Linked DNA regions of Mus musculus: all the other regions are linked to region 1. A link is a contact called in public Hi-C, HiChIP or PLAC-seq and promoter capture Hi-C data. All regions are on one chromosome and are shown on one strand. Each heading gives the region's core, a stretch centred on a gene start, on an enhancer-like site or on the middle of the called end of the contact. The rest is flanking DNA. Distances are from core to core; before and after follow the strand shown.

Region 1 (2,700 bases), core at 73-2,572:
TATTGTAGACTAGGCATAGAAAATTATTACAAGCCGGGCAGTGGTGGCGCATGCCTTTAGTCCCAGCACTTGGGAGGCAGAGGCAGGTGGATTTCTGAGTTCAAGGCCAGCCTGGTCTACAAAGTGAGTTCCAGGACAGCCAGGGCTACACAGAGAAACCCTGTCTTGAAAAACAAATAAACAAACAAACAGAAAAAAAGAAAGAAAATTATTACAGTGGATTGAGTTTTTTAAAATTCCTCTGGACACCTTCCATAAATGTTTGCCATAAATGGCTCCTTTCCCCATAAAAGAACATCTGTATGAAGAAGCCTCGGGCCTCAGCCCTTCATTAGCCCTCCTGGCACACAGATGCTTGGGACCACGGAAAGGTACTACTCTTAGAAAAAGCCAGCAGCCTACTATAGAGCCACTAGATGGGGTGGAGGCCTAGATTCTGGCCCTGCCACTAGCCAGCTGACATCTGACAAATTCCAGTTTGGGTAGAATCTCTATGACTTTCAATGTAGACAATTTTTAAATCTTTGGTTAAGCTCAGTTAATCAAAGCAAACATGACTGTATACCACACAGTGATCCAGGAGCAGCTGTGGCTAGGGCTTATGCAAGACACTCAAAGACTTATCACCTGAAAACTACCCTGCCTGCACGGTAAGAACTGGACCCTAGTGAACTGTGAGCCCTGACAAACCCTGGACAAACTGCTATGTTGTTTTAGATCACAACATTTCTCAACTAAATACAAGACTCATGAGAATATCCACCTTACAGGACTGCCGAGATGAACTGTGATTGCTCATAGCATGCTTCAAATGCTGTCCCTTAACAGGAAGCTCTCAACAAAAGCCAGCCACAGTTGTGGCTTTTCTCTTTCAATCCCTTTCTCTGTGAATCTACTAAAGCAAGGGACAGAAACATGACAGAGTGAAATGTGAAGAAAAGGGACAGTCCCCTTCACAGGGACCATCTTACATGGAAATGGCTTCAGGCAGAAACACTGAGGAAAACCTGCCAGCCATCGGTTGTCATTGTCCAACCTTCCAGGTGGCACAGACGATGATTCCCAGTGACAGGTGACAGTCTCCATGAAACAATGCAGCTCCCTACAGCTGTAGCCCAGATACCCTCTGTCCCAAGTAAGTGGGCCACAGAGCTGAGGAAGGCCAGCTTCCTTCCTAGCAGGACCCAAGCAAGGAACATCTGAAAAACAGTCCACAGCCATGTGTCCCAGTCCCCATGGCTGCCGTGGCTGTACCTGGAGCCTCAGAAGGCTGGGTTCCCAGAGGCCTGTTTGGCCTCTGATGACTCACTGACAAGCAGTGCTGATCCTTGAACTGCTGGCACAGTCACAGCAGCTAAAGTTCCCTATGCCACATCAAACAGGGAGGAACGCCCAAGGACTTCCCTCTCCTTCAGCACTGAAAAACTCCACTCCTACCACAGGCGCTGAGAGTGTCCATCTATCTGTAAGCACGACCTAGCTGTGTGACTCAAGAAAGATGGGCTGCATGCCAACTCTAGGTCACTCTGCCAGGGATCAAGAGGCCTTACTCGGAAATATTTCTATAAAAGAGGGGGTGGGGCGCAGCTGAGCGACCGAGTTTGTATTCTTCATGTAGGAATTCTTAGATTCAATCCCAACCATGGAGAGCAGTGGGGCTTAGTATAGAACACAATCTCCGAGGTCCCTTCCAACCCACAATACCCTAGGGCTTTCCTTCTATAAGGTGCTAGCCCTGGATCCCGACCACCACCTGCCCCTGTCCCCTTGCCAGGGTAACCCTGGATGCTCCCTTTCAATGGTCTAGTTTCTTTGGTACACTCTGAGTCTCTGTGGGGTATGCACCAGGTCATCTCTATCATCATCGCAGTGCTGAAAGGGAACAAATTGGGCCCATATAAAAGGAACTGCGCTCAAAACGGTAGTTCTTCCACACACTTTCAACACACAAGCTTATCTCTAGCTGTACTGAGCTCTGGCTCCTCACTTTGGAGGAAAGTGCGGCAGATTAATCTTTTAAAAGATAAATATTGCGGTATATATGTCTTTAATCCCAGTAACTGGCCTGAAGAGGCAGGGATATCTCTCTGAGTTAGAGGCCAACCTGGTCTATAAGGGGAGTTCAAAGCCAGGCAGAGATACATTGCAAGACCCTGACTCAAAATAAAGATAAATGTTTACGTTTCTGTTGTAAAAACATAAGCAATTGCCATAGAGTCAACACGACAATGTGTAAGCATTTTTATACCCATCCAAAGTGATACAACGGGCTTTGGTTTTGTTGGGTTCATTTGATTTTAGGAGACATTTATGAGTCAAATTATGCCCTGGAGTCATCAAAATAACCATAGCTTATTTACAAGCTTGATCTTGAGCCCAGCAATCACACAGCTGAGGCTCCCCCACTCTCACAGTGACCATTGCCCTTTTAAAGTCAGCACTTGTGGTTGATAAGAAGCCGAATAAACCGCTGACAACGGCAAAATTCCAGCCACTTCTGACACCCAAAGCAAAGCAAATAAGCAGTCAGGAAACAATCCGCAAATTGGTCTTTGCTGCCCTCTGGTGGTTGGTCCTGGGAAGGTTCCACGCCATAGTTGACACAGATGTACCCTTACCCCAATCTCCCATCCCAGGACCATCTACGCTAAAACCATCATCCCACCAGAATTCTCACCCACAGAGCAAGTCCTGGTATTC
Region 2 (2,700 bases), core at 1-2,500, 480 kb before region 1:
TGGGTGGGAACCTGGGTATGACTGTCAAGCTCCACCTCTGGATTTTGGGTTCCCTGTGCTTTTGGCTCTGCCTGCTTGGTAAGAGATGGCCTTCACGCATCCTTCTGAGAGGATGGATGCCGGCTTGGGTGAAAACCACACATCTGGACACTCCGGCAGATGGGATGCTGTACTCAGTAGTGGATGAGAGGAGCTGGGTGAGGTAGAACAGCTCTGGGAGAGACTCAGACTCTGCCTTAGAGCATTGAAAGTCTTTATACATAGTCATTTTCTGAGCCAGGAGCATTCTGTAGAAGCTAAGTCACATCACCCAAGCCCCGAAAGGATCTAAATATGCTTAGAGATACGTGGTTGTAGCTCTGGACAGAGGAACCTTGGTGAGAGACAAGCTGGGGACATTGAGGGCTCATGCCTCATTCTCTGTATGGATACCTTTCACCTCTAGCCTGAACTACATTTCTGTTCCCTAATGAGTACTTGTCTTCAGTATGGTATTCGTGGGTCCCAGATTGTTCATAATGTCTTAGGGAAAATAAAGTTGTGTATCCGTAGTGGGGATGGGGAGTTGCTAATAGTGAATATTAAAGACCCACAAGAAGAGCAAAGCTCACCAAAGCAGAGAGCAGCTTGGCCCTACATGTGACCAGGTGTCCCTTCAGGCTCAACCCAGTACTGGGGAGGAATGGGTGGTCTCCACCACTTTCAGTGTCCACTTGGTTATGGAAGATGTCCTTGAGAATTGCTGAGAATTGGGAACAAACTTCTTATAGTCTCCAAATAGACTAGCCTGGGCTTCTCCAATGAAAGCTAGGTAGGCATCCAATATAGGGTTCACAGGAATTAGTTTCATCCATGCAAAAGCTCCCAGGCCAGCTTATTCAGGTTCTGCAGTGGTAAGCTGGACTTACCACTAACTTTGGCCACTAGTCCATGGGAACTAGGTGGGAAAGACCCAAGTCTTAGTCCACTTGTGCCCCGTCTGGTGTGACCTTGGAAAGGGTGTCCACTTCCTCCTTCTATGGCCTAGCCTGCTGTGTCTATAAGGCCCTATCCCCTCTCTGCGATTTCAGTACCCACTTGGCTGGGAGTGCCATATTGTAACTGCTTGAGCTATTCCATTTGACTCTTGCATCCCACTAAGAAGAGGCAGGCTGGTGAGGACAGGGCAGTCGGCTATCTATCTCTGCTTCATGGGTAGAACTAGAGGAAGCCAGTTTCTCCTTCCACCCATGTCAGCCACTGGTGCGTCACCCAGTTCCTGTTTCTCTTTGCCCACCCAGGAAGGCGCTGCAGATGAAATCCTGGGCCAGATGGCGGATACTGTGAGCCTGGTCAGAAAATGCTGGCTCACAGGACACAAAACGGGAAGCTGGTTTTCCCAAGAGATTCATGGGTGGGGGTAGGGGGTGGGGAGGGGATGCTGTTCCCCTGACTGTGTAGGTGTCACACAGACAGGTTCCCCAGCTTCCAGAAACTTCCCCACTGCCACTGACAATAGGGGCCTTTTAAAGAATAACAAAGGCACTAAATTACCACAGTTGCTGCTGTCAAGAGCCCGGACCCTCTAGGAAGCTTTGTTTTTCAGAGAGGGTCCTTAGAAGCAGCTCAGCTAGAGCTCAATGGCTGGGCAATTTGCCCTCCTTCCTAACTCCACGCAGCAACAACACTCATGTCGGGAAACACACAATACACCCGTCTGAGCAACTTTGCATATTTCCTCTTTCTTGTATCCTTTGTATATTATGCATTGTGAAGGGATCTCTTGGGGACAGATGGAGCTATTCCAAAAATCATGCAATTCCCCGCTCTGAGGTTGCAGAAAAAATGTGGGTCATTAACAAAAGGCCGTGGACAGTGCAAAGTCCTTTGGAGCTCAGGGTGAACTCAGGCTGGTATCCCACTGGGGGCACAGGGAGATGTCCCAGGAAGTTTTGAGTGGTACTGCCTTCTCAGCTGTCAGCAGTGTTGTTCAGCGTCAGAGCTGGAAACAGTGGCCAGCTTAGATTTAACCTTGTTCCCATGGGAGCATTGTCTTCAACCATCTCATGGGAAAACTGCTCCAGTGTGTGTGTGTGTGTGTGTGTGTGTGTGTGTGTGTGTGTGTGTGTGTGAGGCAGATTTGAGTGCAGAGCAGGCTCTGGATCTACAGCATACCTTTTGAGGGCACGGCACCATCTGCCTCTCTCTACCTGCTCTGCCTTTGGAAATATCCTTTCACTTGTTTTGGAGAGCTGAGGATGTGATCTGCAGACAGGGGTGCACCAAGGGAGGCTGACCACAGGGGCCTTGAGCAGCAGTGCAGTTATGAATAGAACTACAGTCTTTCTGGAACTTCTGTCAGCCATATACTGTCCTTGCAACCTCTGCTTGGTTGTGTGTGTGGAGGGGCTTGTCTTATTATTATTTTTTCTCCTTCTCTCCTATAGAGGCTACTTGGAACAAATTCAAGTAAGCCCACAGTTATCTTTAGAGTCTCAGATAGGAGAGGTGTTGAGGGGCTCTGCACCTTGTGAATTGGAGTTCCCAGTGGACTTGACTTGAAGTTGCTTTGGGTCCTTGGAGGCAGGAGCTCAAGACATCACCTGGGGTGTCTTCTAAGTCTTGTGGGAGTCTCTAGTAAAAATCAAGAACACAGAAGTAGAATCTCATAGCTTACTGGGCATCAGACCCCATGGGGAAGTCACAACAGGGTGACCCCAA
Region 3 (2,700 bases), core at 149-2,648, 260 kb before region 1:
GAGGCCTTTCCCCTCTCTCCACCCTCAGACAGAGAATTTACTGAGATTTCCATGCTGGTTCAATGCCCACGGCTGCCTCGAGGCCAGGCAACGGCTGCCCAGGGACTGCATTCACTTCCCATTTGCCACAAAGAGAACATGTGCATCTAAACAGCCTGGGTCTCATAGCTTAGCGATCACGAGACGGCTGGAGACAGTGCACAAGAGGCACCCTACCGGTATGACGTAATGCCTCTGAACATCAGAGGAACAAATGTGCTCCCCCCACAACCCCCCAGCACAGCAAGCAAGCTGAGCGGTCGTCACAGATCTACCATGGCCACGCTGGCTTGACAGTTATGTACAGACTGCAAATATTCTCAAGGACCAAACGTGTATCCTATCTCCTCTGCGTCGTATAGCAGTAACTGTTAAAAGTGGAGGCCTTTTATAGGGACACAGAAACCACTTCACAATCTCACTCACAGCGGGAGGCTATCTCTCCACCCACCCTGGAGGTGTGACACACAGTTCTGCTTGGTGGGGATCCTGCCAGGCTGGCCTCAGAACCAGAAGCGGGTCCTGCTCTACAGCCAGCCAAACAGGGTTCAAGATTGGTAGTATGTCTCCTGTGAGAGCTACGAGGGACAAAATACTCAACTCAGGGCAGGAACATGCTGTTCTGAAATGCTAAGTGGGATGTAACACACTTTAACCACAACTAAAACCTCCTGCTTTGGTTCAGCGAGGTGAAGTCTAGGCAAGGGATGATGCAATCACCTTATTATTTTTATGTGTCTGCAGAAGGGCCAAACCGTCCTTTCTTTGCATCTTCATTTCCTCCTCCAGAGATTTAAAAAAAAAAAAAATTACCCTGAGAACCTGCCTGAAGTTCCCCTCCGGGCACCTGCACCTCCTCTTGGTTGCACGTTCACGGCTCCCTATCCCACAACGGCCGGGTAGCCCTGCAGGTGTAGCACCTGCCAGGCCCCACAGCACCCTCACACGTGGTGTGTGGTGTAGATCAACACAAGGATGTCTAGCCCAACACCCCGCCAGCCATTCGAACACACCCCAGTGCTTCAGTCTCCTCTCATATTTGCCTACACCCAGACAGATGCAGCCTGCGCCTGTAGGGTCCAACGCACTTGCTTCAAAAGCATGTCCGAAGCATGTAAAGGCAGCCAGGTGGACAGGGTTCCTGGCACCACTCAACGTGACAGAGAACGGGGTGATAATGGCACCCAGATTCTCGAGCACGCAGGGTTCAGCATCCGACACTAGAGTAGACCCCGTGGCTCTGGATGGGGTGCACTTGCTGACGAGCCAAGCTGCCCTCCCTCAGTAGCTACAGGGAACCCTCATTCAGAAAAGCAGCTCAATGCTATGGAGTGAATAACACAGCTCTTTCCGCTTGCCTCAGGGGAGAAACCGAAGCACTCGCCACCTCCAGTCACTAAACAGAGGTGGCATGTGTGGTTCAGTTCAGATATGAACAAAGCCTAAAACCAAAATGCCCAACCGCTCCCTCCAACTGCGACACACAATTGTGTCACAGACAAGAGCAGATAACAGTTCACCTTACCTCCTAGTGACTGCGTTTGCTACAAGAGGGACCTGCGACTACCATGTGAAGAGACCCCATCCTTCCGTGAGTCAGATCTAGTGTGATTTTACATTGATATTCATGCCTTTAATGGCAACAGTTTAAGAAAGCAACTTATCTTATTAAACTCCAGCTTTCAATTAATGAGGGCCTCTGGAGAACATGGCCCGAGGCCACACATCTCTGGTTGGTTTCATCCAAGCAAGCTATAATTTCGGCCTCTCCCTTGTTGGTGATTTATAGGAACCACCGTCATTTCTAAAAGCACGGAGTCAGATAGCATAGTGGGCTCCCTTTCTTAGGAAAGCGAGACGGACAGGCTTCAAGTTTAAAGTATACAAATGCTCCTGTGCATATTGCTTTAGTGAAACTTGTGTTTTATCAAAGCTGATCTGTGTGGACCCCCGTTTTAGCTCCACTTTATCTGATGCTGGGTTCTCCTGTTGTCTGTGTACACTCCAATCAACTCATGCCTGCACATGTCCCAGACCAAGGGGGAAGGAAGCAGTGTAAACCAAAAGGTGTTTCTTGTGATCAGACAAAGGGTTTCCACTCACTCACTGTCCCATCTGCAGGGGTCTTAGCTTTAGGCTGGGCACTTGGAGGACATCCCCTCAACAGCTACCCTAAAGGGCTGACAGGCCTTTCCCAGCAACCTAGCCCATGGCCAAAATACCCACAAGTGGACATCTTTCATAATTAGTGCCCACAGGTGCTGAGGACTATGTGACATGCACTTGATGTCACCTGGCCCAGGTATGGGTATAAGAGCGGCAGCTGAGCCATGGAGACGGCCCTGATGACAGCTATGGGAGATGAGTGTGAAATGGGGTTGTCGAACATTGACGCATCCCTGACACGAAGACGAAGAGGCTTCAAACATAGGCTGCAAGATATGAATGACCCTTCAGCACTCAGCTAAACGCAAACTGCCTGCTTTCTCCATGACCTTCCAACAACCAGTCCCTCTGAGCTTCTCTCTGGACCCACTGACTCCCTGAACAGCTCCCCGAAGAGCCCCTGCCATCCTCCTAAGTCTTCCAGATGGGTACCACACTGCAGAGTAGACACCAAGGTTTAGAAGGCTTGGTACAGCGCCTGGGCATAACAATCAG
Region 4 (2,700 bases), core at 190-2,689, 450 kb before region 1:
TAGGTCATTGTGAGACTTTCCCCGGGGAGCACTGGCGGGACTCTCTCCTCTCTCCTCTCTGTCTGCTCAAGGGACAGGGTCTAATCTCTCCTGTTTAACACATACCTGACCATCTCATAGCTGGCTTTACATGCAGGGGCCACTTAGCCTGCCCAGCTGCTCAAAGGAGAAGCCAAAATCCACCTAGAGTTTCGATCCAGCAGTCCTGTTTGGCTCCAGTTGGAAGACTTGGAGAATCCGGCTTCTGGGACTGGGTTCGAGCCAGGTGACCCAGCCCGAGGGAGCCGGAGAGGGTTCCAGGCACACACCTGCCACTCGGGTTTCCACCCCGCAGCGTCTCTTTCCTGGCTTGTGCTTTTCAAGTGCCTCCGTCCTGCAAGATTGACAGCTCACTTTTGATTGGAATCAGAGTGTAGGAAGCGGTCTTTTCAAATTTCCTGTGCAACCCAGCCTGCCAAAAGTCCTGCCACTGGCTGTTTTATTTACCCTGGCCACCAGGCCTCTTGCTCGCTGCACCCTAAGAAAACAGATTGCTGTCGGGAGAAAAGTCCATGCGTGTTTCCTTTCTGGAGGCTGATCAAGTTCTGAAAGAAGGGTTTCCTGCAGTCCATTACACCATTTTGGTTTGTTTTATCCCGTCTCCACCTGCAGAGCAGGGAATTAGCCTGCAGCCCAGGGCTGGGCCAGCAGATGACTACAGGGAAAGGAGAGCTCGTGGGCGTGGAGCTTTCCACAACACACCGTGGCCTTGTTCTCTTTAGCTAGGCATTGTGTGCTGAGGCCCAAGCCCAAATCTGAATAGGATTCTGTGTAACTTGATCTGTTTTCTTTCTTTCCTGTATTCCTGTGAGCCAAATTTAACTTCACTCCAATCTGTGGCCTGTACATATAATGTTCTGCCGGAGGGTGGGGGTGGGCTGGGAGATGTGGGAGAGGGTGTATATGCTTGCGGTTTTTTTTTTCCTATCTTCCCCTTTCTACATTTTTTTTTTCTTTTGCTTGCCTGCGTTGCTCACCCACTGCTCACCCTTGGCCGGGTATAACTTAATATGGCTGTCTTGTCTGCAGCCATTAACCCTTTAGGGAAAGTGAGTGGGTTTTTTTTTTTTTTTCAGTCTCTCCTTAGCAAACCACAAAGTTTCCCAACCCCCACTCCCAGCGCCCCGTTGAGAAGCCTTGGCATTGCTTGAGTTAACAGTTGGCCTCCAGGAAACATGAACTTCCCTAGAAGTGCTTGTGCAGCAATTAATAGGCCTTCACTCAGATATGTAAAAATAGCCCCATGCTTGGAAACCCGCAGTTGAAAGACTCGGCTCCTAGGAGTCACCTGACTAGTGTTGGGTACCTCCTCTTTAAAAGGCTTGTGTCCTAAACGTCCCAGAAATATCCCAACATCGATGTGGGAAGGTTGCCAGGGCAGACAGAAATCCAATGTTCAATTAAAAGCTCCTCCAGCTGTGGCTAGGTCAGGCTTTGGCAGAGGCCAACAGCCTTGGGGTTCATGGGTGTGCCCTGCTGTTAACATGGAGGTGGGGATGGGGGTGCTGTCTGCTCCTCCTTTCTACTTAAGCAGCACCCCCTGCTTTTCATGATGGAGGGAGAAGACAGGCTGACTAAAGAGGGTTGGTAAGGGGAGGGCTCCCCTTACCTCCCAGGGCTGTCTCTTCCCTCCACGAAGGGCCGAATATTGGTCCTCAAGGTGTTGTATCTGGGGGACAGTCAGATAACGCACTGACAGCATAATGGTTTCAATGCTCACTGCTTCCAGAAATCACAAACATTCTGGGAAAACAATAATAACAACACCACCACAGAACCACGGGCCCTATCGGGAGGGGAAGATGTCTTGGGTCATTGCGAGCTATTTTTAGAATGGAAAATGTGCTGGCTCAGAGAAAACTAGTCATGTGCCCCAGTCCAAGTAGGGCACAGTGAACCCTGCCCCATGAGCCTGCTGTTCATTTTTACCCAGCCTTGGCATCTCTTCTCCTTCAAGAAGCCCTTCCAGCCAGTGGGGAAAGCGCCTAGGCAAGAGCCAGCTTCCCTAAACATCACTCCATGAGGACCCACACTTGACTCCTTCTGGGGCCCCTGCTACCTGCTGTCAAGTTGGTTGAAGAAGGGTCAGTGTTCCAATGTGGCTCACCTGCTTCACCTCAGGGCTACCGTGGATGTCCCTGTGGTGGCCCTCTGTCATTTTCTTTTTGTAACCACCATGGTATTTTTCAAGGTCCTGGACGTTCAGTGCATAACTGTCCCTCAGTGGAGTTGGCCATGTTTGCCCAGAAAGAGTAACCCAAACCTATGCTGCCTAGGTACCTGTTGTGGGCCAGGGGCCTACATGGCTTATCCACTGACCTTGACACAATGAGGAAGATATGGGAATGGTAACAAGGGAGTGGTCCACCGGACTGGTACCTCGAGGCACAATCAGGGATACATATGAACTAGAATATGATGCAGTCAAGCCTGGACTTTTGGAAAGGTACCAGCTACATCCCTCGTCAGCTGTCCAGCAGAGGGGACCCAGCAGTGATTGTGAAGGCATCACATGTGTGTGTCTGTACATGTGTAGGTGTCTGTGTCTGTGTGTACATGGAAGCCAGAGAACAGCCTCCGGCATCCGTCCTTAGGCACTCACCGTGGTTTGTTTGGCTTGTTTTTGTTTTCTGTTTTGTTTTTGAGCCAAGTGCTCTCATT
Region 5 (2,700 bases), core at 57-2,556, 380 kb before region 1:
TCACATAGACAATGGAAGTGAGAGAGTCTCAGGGTTCACAGGGACTGTGGTGGCGTGCACGAGACTTGAACAGGTTCAGGTGGACGGGGTCTCGGCACTGGGAGAGTGAAGTGGACAAGGCTTTTGTTTTGCCAGTTTTATTTTGCTTTAATCTTGATCTTGCCCCTTGTTTAATGATGTGCCATATAGTATGCTTTTGCAGGTCGGGGCAGTGGACACGGGTAGCGAGGGGAAACCGTTGAAGCTATACCACATTCAGGTCGGGTTGTTTCGCCAGGAGCTTCCCTAGGTTAGAGATATTAAATGGCATTGTTTACTAATAATATTTGTACCTTAAAATCGCTTTATCTCATCTCATAGTGGGTTGAGGATCACTTGCATTTGTGTGAGACAGATGCCATCAGGCCAGGTACCTGTGCCCTGGCTGCCCTTTCGCTGGTGCCAGGCTCTGAGCTAAGCCTGAGCAGGATTCAGCTAGAAGCCTCTGTGCGGGTATTTAAAGAGAACAGAAACTGCAGGACTGTGGATAAGAAAGCCAAGATTCAAACCAAGCAGGCCAGGCTTTGTACCACAAGCAGCATGGCTGCCACTTCGACAATTGTAACACAGTCCACATATGAAAGACCACCTGTCACTTTCATTACTGGATCCTTCCGATAAAGTGGGTGTACCAGTAACTCAACTCCCTAAGGAAATAGACGTGGCAGCCACTAAGTGGGAACCATTCTGGGTCTGTGTAGAGATACACAGCCACAGCGTGTCTGCTCAGTGACAGTAATGTAGTACAAAGTTCATTTGTGCGTGGCCTCTGAGCTGCATACTCAAGTCTCTTTCCTACTAAGGGCTATTAAGGAGCTGCAAGGTATGGTAGGAAACCTAGAGGTAGGGAGAGCTATCAGCAGAAGAGAGAGAGGACAGAGACAAAGAGATAGGAGAGAGGGAAAAAGGAGGAAGGATGGAGAAGAAAAGAGGGAAAAGGGAGAGAAGGAAGAAAGGAAAAGAGGGAGAGAGGGAGGGAGGGAGGGAGGGAGGGAGGAAGGAAGGAAGGAAGGAAGGAAGGAAGGAAGGAAGGAAGGAAGGAAGGAAGGGAGGAAGGGAGGAAGGGAAGAAGGAAGGAAGGAAGGAAGGAAGGAAGGAAGGAAGGAAGGAAGGAAGGAAGGAAGGAAGGAAAAAAGAAGTAAAGAGCGTATCCAAGAAAATCGGCACAAAAAGAATCTCTGCTGGGCAGGCTTTAACTTCCAAGGCCAGGTGGGTGGTGCTCATTTGCATAACGATGAGCTCCAGGCAAAAGGGTGTTAACTGCCTTGTAAATGACTCTGGCTCCCAAAGGCAGCACTTCCCCTTTGCTCCGGAGCACTCCGACTAAGGACAGGAAATGTGTACAATATCAGAATGCAATCACAGGAAATGCTCGCACAGAAAGCTTCATTTATTAAGGTGTCCCTTGATGTTTGCTTACCTGGAAGCTGGCCTTGGGGAAACGCCTTGTTTGCTTGCTTTTCTGGCTAGATAAACTTGAACTTATGCAAAAGGGACAAAGTTGTTTTAATACCGTATTTACAATTCCTAGGGCTCTTCCATCACCCACATTTTTAAAAGATAATATCTCACTATGTAGGCCAGGCTGACCTCAAACTCACCATCCTCCTGTCTCAGCCTCTTGAGTGCTATGATTACAGGTACCACACACATAAGGCTTGTAGTAAATATCTTTTAAAGATGTATTTATTTTGTGCACAGGTGTCTTGCCTACATGAGTGGAAGTGTACTATGTATATACCTGATGCCCATGGAGGCCAGAAGGGGGGATCAAAGATGGCTGGTTGTTGCCATGTGGTGTGCCCGGAACTAAACCCAGATCCCCTGCTTCTAAGAACAATGCGTATTTTTAGCCATGGAGTCATCTCTCCAGCCCTAGGCAATATGTTTAGTTCAAGAAATTTTACTCCCTGCAGTCAGCATAGCTTTTGAGACACCATTGTTAACCTAGTTTGCAGATGAAGCCACTTCAAGAAGAGTTAACTTGCTCAGCCTGGCAGGTAGGGTTCAACCCAGAATCTATGCCACCTTGCCTGTGCCCAGCAGCCACCTTGTCAGGGTTACTCTAGACTCTGTGCGTGGTGGCACATGCAGGAAGGACAATGGAATGAGCCAAGCTGGGACGGAGGAGTTAGGAAAGTCTCTGCCCTGGCATGAGACAGAGAGCTGTATTGAGGTAGCAGAGGAAGGTGATGTTAAAATCCAGTGTCAGCCAGTGGGGGCTGAGATGGGAAACTGGTGCTCCAACCCCAGTGGGATTTACAGAAGCCTCCTGCCACACGGTACTCACCTTCTGTTGGCTCCATGGATCCGACCTGGCAGACTTCTCTTGATAACCTCAGTGCCCTATTGACACTAAAGCCCTCAAAGGAACCTGGCAATCACTGTAGATCTGAGGAACTTCTCCTTTCCATTTTCTTGGCCTTATTTTCAAAAATCTCTCAGAAATAAAATACAAACAAAACAAAACACCAAAACCAAAACAACAACAAACACTCTTCAGTCAGGGCAACTCTCTACAGGCTATGACAACTAAAGGTTCCAGGATCAGGCTACCTTGGGTGTTGGAGAGAACATAAGACACCAAGGTGGGGTGAAAGGAGAGGGGCTCCCACACAGGAGTCACACCAATGATTCTGGATCTTTCTATCTGAAGAGCTC
Region 6 (2,700 bases), core at 16-2,515, 290 kb before region 1:
ATTGTATTAAAATATCACCTGGGCTCTGGGTGTGGCCATGTAACACTGCACTCCAAAGGCAGAGGCAGGTGCTTGGTTCTTTGTGAGCCCCAGGCCAGTCAGGTCTACATTTTGAGATTCTGCCTCAACAAACCAAACCACACCACAAACAAAGAGAAAAGGCAGTGTTCCTGGCCCATACCTTTAATCCCAGTATTCCTAAGGCAGAGGCAGGTGAATCTCTGAGTTCTGAATCTACACAGTGATTTGTAAGACAGTCAGGGCTACGCAGAGAAACCCCATCTCAAAATAAAACCAACAACAAAAAGATTCTATTTATCCAGGGAGTGGTGGCACACTCTTTTAATCCCAGTACTGGGGAGGCAGAGGCAGGCAGATGTCTGGGAGTTCAAGGCCAGCCTAGACAGCTCTGTCTCTCAGGGAGGCTGGCAATAATAAGGCAAAGCAAAACCCCTAAAACAACAACAACAACAACAACAACAAAACAAAAGACCTGAAGTAAAGAAAAAAACTACCCTCAAAAGTGGAAAAAATCATATTACTACCTATAAGCCTACATTTTTTACATCGTATGTATCAATTTTAAAAATTAAGATAAAATGACTAGAAAAAAATTGTTACTAGCAAGTTAAAAATAAATGGTTTCTATCTTCCTACAAAAAGGAACAATAATTCCTACCGTTGAGACAGAGTATCACTATATATCCCAGCCCAGCCCAGAACTCAGGAGCCTCTGCCTCAGTTCCCTATGATTAATGAAAATTTTAAAAAGAAACCACAATGCAAATAATAAAGTTCTTAGTTGCGTGCCTGTCGTGTGGTATCAGTGTAATTCACTGTGGCCACCGTCCCTTCTGTCAGTGAGTGAGCCTGAAAATGGATGTGCTGTGGGCGAGCTCTTCCATAGCTCCAGAACCCCACAAAGGAGACCAGGAGAAGCTGGAAGAAACCCAGCCAGGGGAACCTGGGTATTGGCGGGAAACTCCATGAAGCTCATCACCCCAGAACCCTGGCTCTCCTGAGGGTGGAGTCCATGCCTCTCCCTCTGGGTCAGGCTTCTGGGCAGTCAGCCAGCCACACTGCCACTTGATGGTTTGTTTGTTTGCTTCTAAAGACATAAAATCCAAGCTTATCAAACAAAGTCACACTTGGCCCTGCCATCTTGAGAGGTAAATTCCACCATTATCTATGCACTTCAACCCCTGCACAGAACACTTGGTTCCCAGGCGAGCTGGCGGCTGGCTGCAGGGCCGACCTTCACCGACTCACCCTTTCAGCCCCCTTTCAGTCCAGGAGCCAGCCAGTCACGAGGCAGGCGTGCCAGTCACACAGACTAGGGAAATGCCCGAAGGTCCAGCCCACAAGCTGGGAGGTTTAAAAAAACCTCTTTGAACTTCAGTTTCCTCGTTTCTATAAAAGTGGCTTGAGGACAATAGTCTCCTTACCAGCTGGTTTGTGATGAGGAGTCATGAAAAGGTGATTAAACATTGACCCCAGTGCTGGCCTTTGGGGAGGACTCAACACAGAACAGCTGTGGCCTCACCAGTTCCTTAGAAACCTCTCGCTGGGTGGAAGGACGAGGTGAGGCTGGGAGAGGTTTGTACACCCAAAGGGAAAAACATAGAGCTTGTGGCTAAAAAGCGCGGGGCAAAATGAGGTCAGCTAGTGGAAACGTCATCCAAAACTTTGCCAGAGCTCTCTTGAGCCAAAGTCCTCAAAATCACCTACTCCTACTGTGTGTGTTAGAATCCACTGAAACGGAAAGGGGCATCCTGGCCCGGAAGTGGGGTTCCCGTTCATACTGCATCTTTGCACAAATTACAAGCTAGGCATGGGAGGGGCAAGCCAGTGAGCTCGCTTTGAGAGCACTGGATAATACTCTTGCTTGCTGCTCCTGCCTCTCCTCGCCCTGCAAAAAGCCCACAGACCCATAGAACAGGAGGGAAAGAGACACGTCGCGTTTTTGAGACGATGGGCACTGGTAAGAGCTGACTCACAGCTGTCCTTGTTTCTCACTCCCGTGGTGCCTGGCAATACTCCAGATGGTGGAGGCACCACAGCCTGTGTCCTCAAATAGAGACCATGGGAAAAACCATGGTGGGTGAATAGTACAGGGCTCTGTTCCCCTCCCAGTTCACATGCGCCAGTCACCGTGAGCCTTGGGGCAGTATTCTTACCACAGTCAACCTGATTCACCCTCAGATGAGTGTGGACAACGGTGGGAACAGGAGGAAAACAAAGCCCAGAGACACCAGTGGGAGAGACCGTGTCAGGGAGAGCAAGGTAAGGCCTCTTGGAAGAAGATGAACCTGTCCAAGAGGCTGGGTGGAGTTGGGGATGGCAGAGCAGGGGGTGATGAGGTTAGTGTAGGATGCAGCTATTCAAAGAAAGTGCCTATAGGGGTCCTGGAAGATCCCAGTTCCGTCCACAGGCCAGACACGTGAGGGAAACAAGATGAACTCAAAATCAGCGCCAGCCTTCATGACCAGAGTTGAGTTGAGTTTCATAAGCTCTGCTGAGGTCAGAAATCAGCAGAAACGGGACAGGCTCTCAGCTGTCTAGTCCCAAGTCTCTTCCTCCAGGAAGACTTCCCGGACCTTCCTCAGTCTCAGATAGCCTCACAATAACTCTGCTACTGTGTTTGATCTTCTGCAGGATGCTGTGTGAGCTGCATGTGAGTTTTGTGAGTTATGAGTCACA
Region 7 (2,700 bases), core at 112-2,611, 410 kb before region 1:
AGAAATCACAACGTTCCTTTGGGGAATTCTTTTTCCTGGCAATAAATCCTCAGGGGGAAAAAATCCTGTGACAGAACCAGCCCCAGAGGAATGTCCATAGGTCAGAAGGAGGCCACCTAGCTTGGAAGGTTCTGGAAATTCTAGTTGGGCATTGGGAGGAGTCCAGGCAGCTGCGCTGATGCAAGGGGGCTCCAGAGAGGAAGGAGAACCTCGGGAGTTAGTCAGAGGACGTTGCTCAGAATGAGGGAGAGAGTGGGGGAGGCTACCAGTGGAGGCCAGGGACCGATGTCACTTCACTATCTGTAACTTCCTGTTTTGGAGAAAGAGCCTGAGCTTGCTTTGGGGGAGGGGAGCATGAAAGGTGAAGCCTGGAAGATTGGTGCTTGTGCTCTCACTGGAGGGCAAGAGGGGGTTTAAATGGTCAGAGCAGGGGCCTGGAGAGATGGCTCAGCGGTTAAGAGCACTGAATGCTCTTCCGAAGGTCCTGAGTTCAAATCCCAGCAACCACATGGTGGCTCACAACCATCCGTAATGAGATCTCACGCCCTCTTCTGGAGTGTCTGAAGACAGCTACAGTGTACTTACATATAATAAATAAATAAATCTTAAAAAAAAAAAAAAAAAATGGTCAGAGCAGGATGGGGTGACAGACCTGGGCAGACTAGAAGGAAAAACAATTGGTGATTCTGATTCATTCACCTCAATTGTCACAGAACAGAGCAAACACACATGTAATAAAATCATAAAAGTCTGTGGGAAGTAGAAGAAAGAAACTTCAGCAGATCAAAGCAGCTGATGGGTCAGATACTGGGGTCGGGCCTTTGAACCCCCCAAGGCTACACGAGGCTCCTACCTGGCTGAGATCTATGGCTCTTCTGTTCTCGGACTATTGACACAACAGCCTGGCTGCTCAGAGAAATGGGCTCTGAGGATCCTGGCATCCTTGAGGTAGCTCCAATTTCCTAGATGAGCGTGGGGAGAGTGGAGGGATCTGGGTCTCCTGAGAAGAATCGAAGGTGGAAACTGGAGATAAACACGGGGAGAGAGCTTGCTGTCTATGGCTCAATTGCTCTGCTGAACTGCCTCTTGGTTGAACTGCTGCACAGCCTGAAGGAAACCCTATTCCACCCAGGCTTCCCTCCAGAGCAAAATATCAGCCCTCCTCTGCCAGTGGAGTCCACTGGATAGCCAGGCCTGCTGTCCCCAGAGCCTCTGTCAAACCCGTGATCCTTCTCTTTCCCTGTGACCAACAGTATAGACTCCTGGAACTCAGAAGGACTCCACATGGCTAGAGTGTTCCCAGTGGAATCAGTAGTCTGTCACAGAAAAGGCAAAGATGACTCAGGAAGCAGACGTCTGAAGAGATGCCTGGCCTGACTCCATGGAGGTTTTAGAAAGACATTCACTCTTTCCATAGAGTGGAGAGCCTCACTGGTGCTATGCACATTAAACATCAGATGAACTCGCTCCATCTCAAGGGTATTCTGAGTACCCCTCCCCCAACCCTCACCAAGGGTCTTCCCTGCTTTTTGGTACCCTCTCCCAATCATATAGAATTTAAGGCAGATTATAAATTTAACTACTCTGCTAAGTTGCGATAAGTAATAAATTCATTTCTTTTTGTGTGTGTTTTAAAGCTTTGTAGAAAACAACAATGTCAACAACACTAACCCAAACATTGTAAGGCTGAGACACAAAGACATTGAGTTTGAAGGTAACCTGGGCTACATAATGAATTGTATATTCCAGACCAGCCTGGGCTACATGGCAAGCCCTGTCTCAAAAATAAACAAATAGATGAAAATCTATTTTTGCCCAAAATAACTGTTTACGGTAACTTCCATGAAATGCCCCAGGTCTGGGTTTTGCTGTTAGTGTCTCCAGCTGGGCACGATCTTTGATGTAATCAGTGACTCAGCTTACTCGAAATAAACCTGTTGTCAAAGATTCAAAATTTATCTCTTTGACACACACATGTCTTGTGACCCGCCTGTCCTTCTGCTCAAAGCACTGTCCCAATCCCTCTGACTCAACGGGGAAACCACAATCTACAAGAAGCCAGAGCGTTCCCACACCTGGGGTGGGCTGCGCGTCACCAGCAGGGCAGCAGATGTCATTGTGCCTGAGCAGGAAGCTCGGCAGGATGGCTTCTTTGCCACTCCTCTGTCCACAGGAAAGCATGGTGACGTGGTGGATTCGTGATTTGGTGGGGAGCACGGTGAGGTGTGACTTGCCATCCTCTCTAAATAGATTGTTCAACCCAGAAGCAGTTGTTTCTTGGGGGAGGCATAACTTGAGGTAGGTCTGGAGATGGCAATGGCTCTTGAGCTCTTGGCTAGCACCTGTGTCGTCCTGGGGCCACTGCTGACCCACCAAGACCCTCTACAACAGGTGCTGCATGTCATAGCTGAAGGCTGTCCCACTCACCCAGGTCCCCCACCAGTCACTCACAACCATGCAAAAAGGGAAGTCTTGGCCAAAACTCACTGTCGGTTTGGTGCCTGCTCTCAGAATGGCACTGTCTGAGAATAATGAGGTGCTCTGTGTAAAGAAAGGGGAGAGAGTCAGGGCTGCCTCCAAAGCCCTGTTCTAGACTCTGTTGCTGTGGTGGTTTGAGTGAGAAAGCCCCCCCCCCCCCGTGGGCTCACATATTTGAATCTTTGATACCCAGTTGGTGTGCCACTGGGGATGGGCCTCTCT

Evidence for each region. Promoter capture Hi-C pulls out the DNA fragments that hold promoters and counts their contacts. HiChIP or PLAC-seq counts read pairs in DNA pulled down with a chosen protein or histone mark. Hi-C and Micro-C count contacts between places; a contact is called where the count stands out from the background.
Region 2: a promoter capture Hi-C map of liver shows a contact between it and region 1. The contact joins two enhancer-like sites. A contact is called at or near these places in 11 of 39 promoter capture datasets (the C10 cell line, the HPC-7 cell line, cranial neural crest and 8 more), 1 of 15 datasets of contacts at CTCF or cohesin (large pre-B cells), 4 of 484 Hi-C or Micro-C datasets (CD4 T cells, bone marrow-derived macrophages, embryonic fibroblasts and 1 more), 8 of 115 datasets of contacts at active chromatin or transcription factors (CD8 T cells, T-cell acute lymphoblastic leukemia, Th17 cells and 5 more) and 1 of 9 other capture datasets (embryonic stem cells).
Region 3: a contact with region 1 is called in a Hi-C map of bone marrow-derived macrophages, with 26 read pairs. The contact joins two enhancer-like sites. A contact is called at or near these places in 8 of 39 promoter capture datasets (the C10 cell line, the HPC-7 cell line, cranial neural crest and 5 more), 2 of 15 datasets of contacts at CTCF or cohesin (CD8 T cells and large pre-B cells), 5 of 484 Hi-C or Micro-C datasets (the N1E-115 cell line, bone marrow-derived macrophages, liver and 2 more) and 3 of 115 datasets of contacts at active chromatin or transcription factors (T-cell acute lymphoblastic leukemia, Th17 cells and memory CD8 T cells).
Region 4: a contact with region 1 is called in a promoter capture Hi-C map of liver. The contact joins two enhancer-like sites. A contact is called at or near these places in 12 of 39 promoter capture datasets (the C10 cell line, the HPC-7 cell line, cranial neural crest and 9 more), 1 of 15 datasets of contacts at CTCF or cohesin (large pre-B cells), 8 of 484 Hi-C or Micro-C datasets (bone marrow-derived macrophages, embryonic stem cells, spermatogonia and 2 more) and 4 of 115 datasets of contacts at active chromatin or transcription factors (CD8 T cells, T-cell acute lymphoblastic leukemia, bone marrow-derived macrophages and 1 more).
Region 5: a contact with region 1 is called in a Hi-C map of bone marrow-derived macrophages, with 20 read pairs. The contact joins two enhancer-like sites. A contact is called at or near these places in 8 of 39 promoter capture datasets (the C10 cell line, the HPC-7 cell line, cranial neural crest and 4 more), 2 of 15 datasets of contacts at CTCF or cohesin (the NIH/3T3 cell line and large pre-B cells), 7 of 484 Hi-C or Micro-C datasets (the BV-2 cell line, the G1E-ER4 cell line, bone marrow-derived macrophages and 3 more), 2 of 115 datasets of contacts at active chromatin or transcription factors (astrocytes and pancreatic cancer cells) and 1 of 9 other capture datasets (liver).
Region 6: a contact with region 1 is called in a promoter capture Hi-C map of liver, with 7 times the contacts expected there. The contact joins two enhancer-like sites. A contact is called at or near these places in 5 of 39 promoter capture datasets (the C10 cell line, cranial neural crest, liver and 1 more), 1 of 15 datasets of contacts at CTCF or cohesin (large pre-B cells), 8 of 484 Hi-C or Micro-C datasets (forebrain and liver), 3 of 115 datasets of contacts at active chromatin or transcription factors (bone marrow-derived macrophages, memory CD8 T cells and pancreatic cancer cells) and 1 of 9 other capture datasets (adipose tissue).
Region 7: a contact with region 1 is called in a CTCF HiChIP or PLAC-seq map of CD8 T cells, with 8 read pairs. The contact joins two enhancer-like sites. A contact is called at or near these places in 10 of 39 promoter capture datasets (the C10 cell line, the HPC-7 cell line, cranial neural crest and 6 more), 3 of 15 datasets of contacts at CTCF or cohesin (CD8 T cells, large pre-B cells and pro-B cells), 13 of 484 Hi-C or Micro-C datasets (B cells, the BV-2 cell line, CD4 T cells and 8 more), 8 of 115 datasets of contacts at active chromatin or transcription factors (CD8 T cells, SST interneurons, T-cell acute lymphoblastic leukemia and 5 more) and 1 of 9 other capture datasets (liver).

Annotation. Positions count from the first base shown.
Region 1 is chr2:127,889,448-127,892,147 of GRCm38.p6, reverse strand. All of the region lies in intron 8 of Acoxl (acyl-Coenzyme A oxidase-like), which reads right to left. Among named protein-coding and RNA genes, the nearest start is that of Acoxl, 36 kb to the right of the region's middle. Within about 2 kb of position 1,322, at least 43 of the 459 cell types and tissues checked have an H3K27ac peak or open chromatin away from gene starts, as enhancers often do. A contact at or near this core is called in the BV-2 cell line, CD8 T cells, T-cell acute lymphoblastic leukemia and 4 more, where this site is marked.
Region 2 is chr2:128,372,676-128,375,375 of GRCm38.p6, reverse strand. The region is part of intron 1 of Morrbid (myeloid RNA regulator of BCL2L11 induced cell death); the gene reads left to right. Among named protein-coding and RNA genes, the nearest start is that of Gm14010, 49 kb to the left of the region's middle. Within about 2 kb of position 1,250, at least 95 of the 459 cell types and tissues checked have an H3K27ac peak or open chromatin away from gene starts, as enhancers often do. A contact at or near this core is called in bone marrow-derived macrophages and liver, where this site is marked.
Region 3 is chr2:128,151,204-128,153,903 of GRCm38.p6, reverse strand. All of the region lies in intron 3 of Bcl2l11 (BCL2-like 11 (apoptosis facilitator)), which reads right to left. Among named protein-coding and RNA genes, the nearest start is that of Gm14009, 17 kb to the left of the region's middle. Within about 2 kb of position 1,398, at least 77 of the 459 cell types and tissues checked have an H3K27ac peak or open chromatin away from gene starts, as enhancers often do. A contact at or near this core is called in CD8 T cells, T-cell acute lymphoblastic leukemia, bone marrow-derived macrophages and 1 more, where this site is marked.
Region 4 is chr2:128,337,905-128,340,604 of GRCm38.p6, reverse strand. All of the region lies in intron 1 of Morrbid (myeloid RNA regulator of BCL2L11 induced cell death), which reads left to right. Among named protein-coding and RNA genes, the nearest start is that of Gm14010, 83 kb to the left of the region's middle. Within about 2 kb of position 1,439, at least 119 of the 459 cell types and tissues checked have an H3K27ac peak or open chromatin away from gene starts, as enhancers often do. A contact at or near this core is called in bone marrow-derived macrophages and liver, where this site is marked.
Region 5 is chr2:128,271,602-128,274,301 of GRCm38.p6, reverse strand. No RefSeq gene overlaps it. Among named protein-coding and RNA genes, the nearest start is that of Gm14009, 100 kb to the right of the region's middle. Within about 2 kb of position 1,306, at least 18 of the 459 cell types and tissues checked have an H3K27ac peak or open chromatin away from gene starts, as enhancers often do. A contact at or near this core is called in bone marrow-derived macrophages, where this site is marked.
Region 6 is chr2:128,178,651-128,181,350 of GRCm38.p6, reverse strand. The region is part of intron 1 of Gm14009 (a long non-coding RNA gene); the gene reads right to left. Among named protein-coding and RNA genes, the nearest start is that of Gm14009, 10 kb to the right of the region's middle. Within about 2 kb of position 1,265, at least 107 of the 459 cell types and tissues checked have an H3K27ac peak or open chromatin away from gene starts, as enhancers often do. A contact at or near this core is called in bone marrow-derived macrophages, liver and pancreatic cancer cells, where this site is marked.
Region 7 is chr2:128,294,577-128,297,276 of GRCm38.p6, reverse strand. No RefSeq gene overlaps it. Among named protein-coding and RNA genes, the nearest start is that of Gm14009, 130 kb to the right of the region's middle. Within about 2 kb of position 1,361, at least 109 of the 459 cell types and tissues checked have an H3K27ac peak or open chromatin away from gene starts, as enhancers often do. A contact at or near this core is called in the BV-2 cell line, CD8 T cells, T-cell acute lymphoblastic leukemia and 3 more, where this site is marked.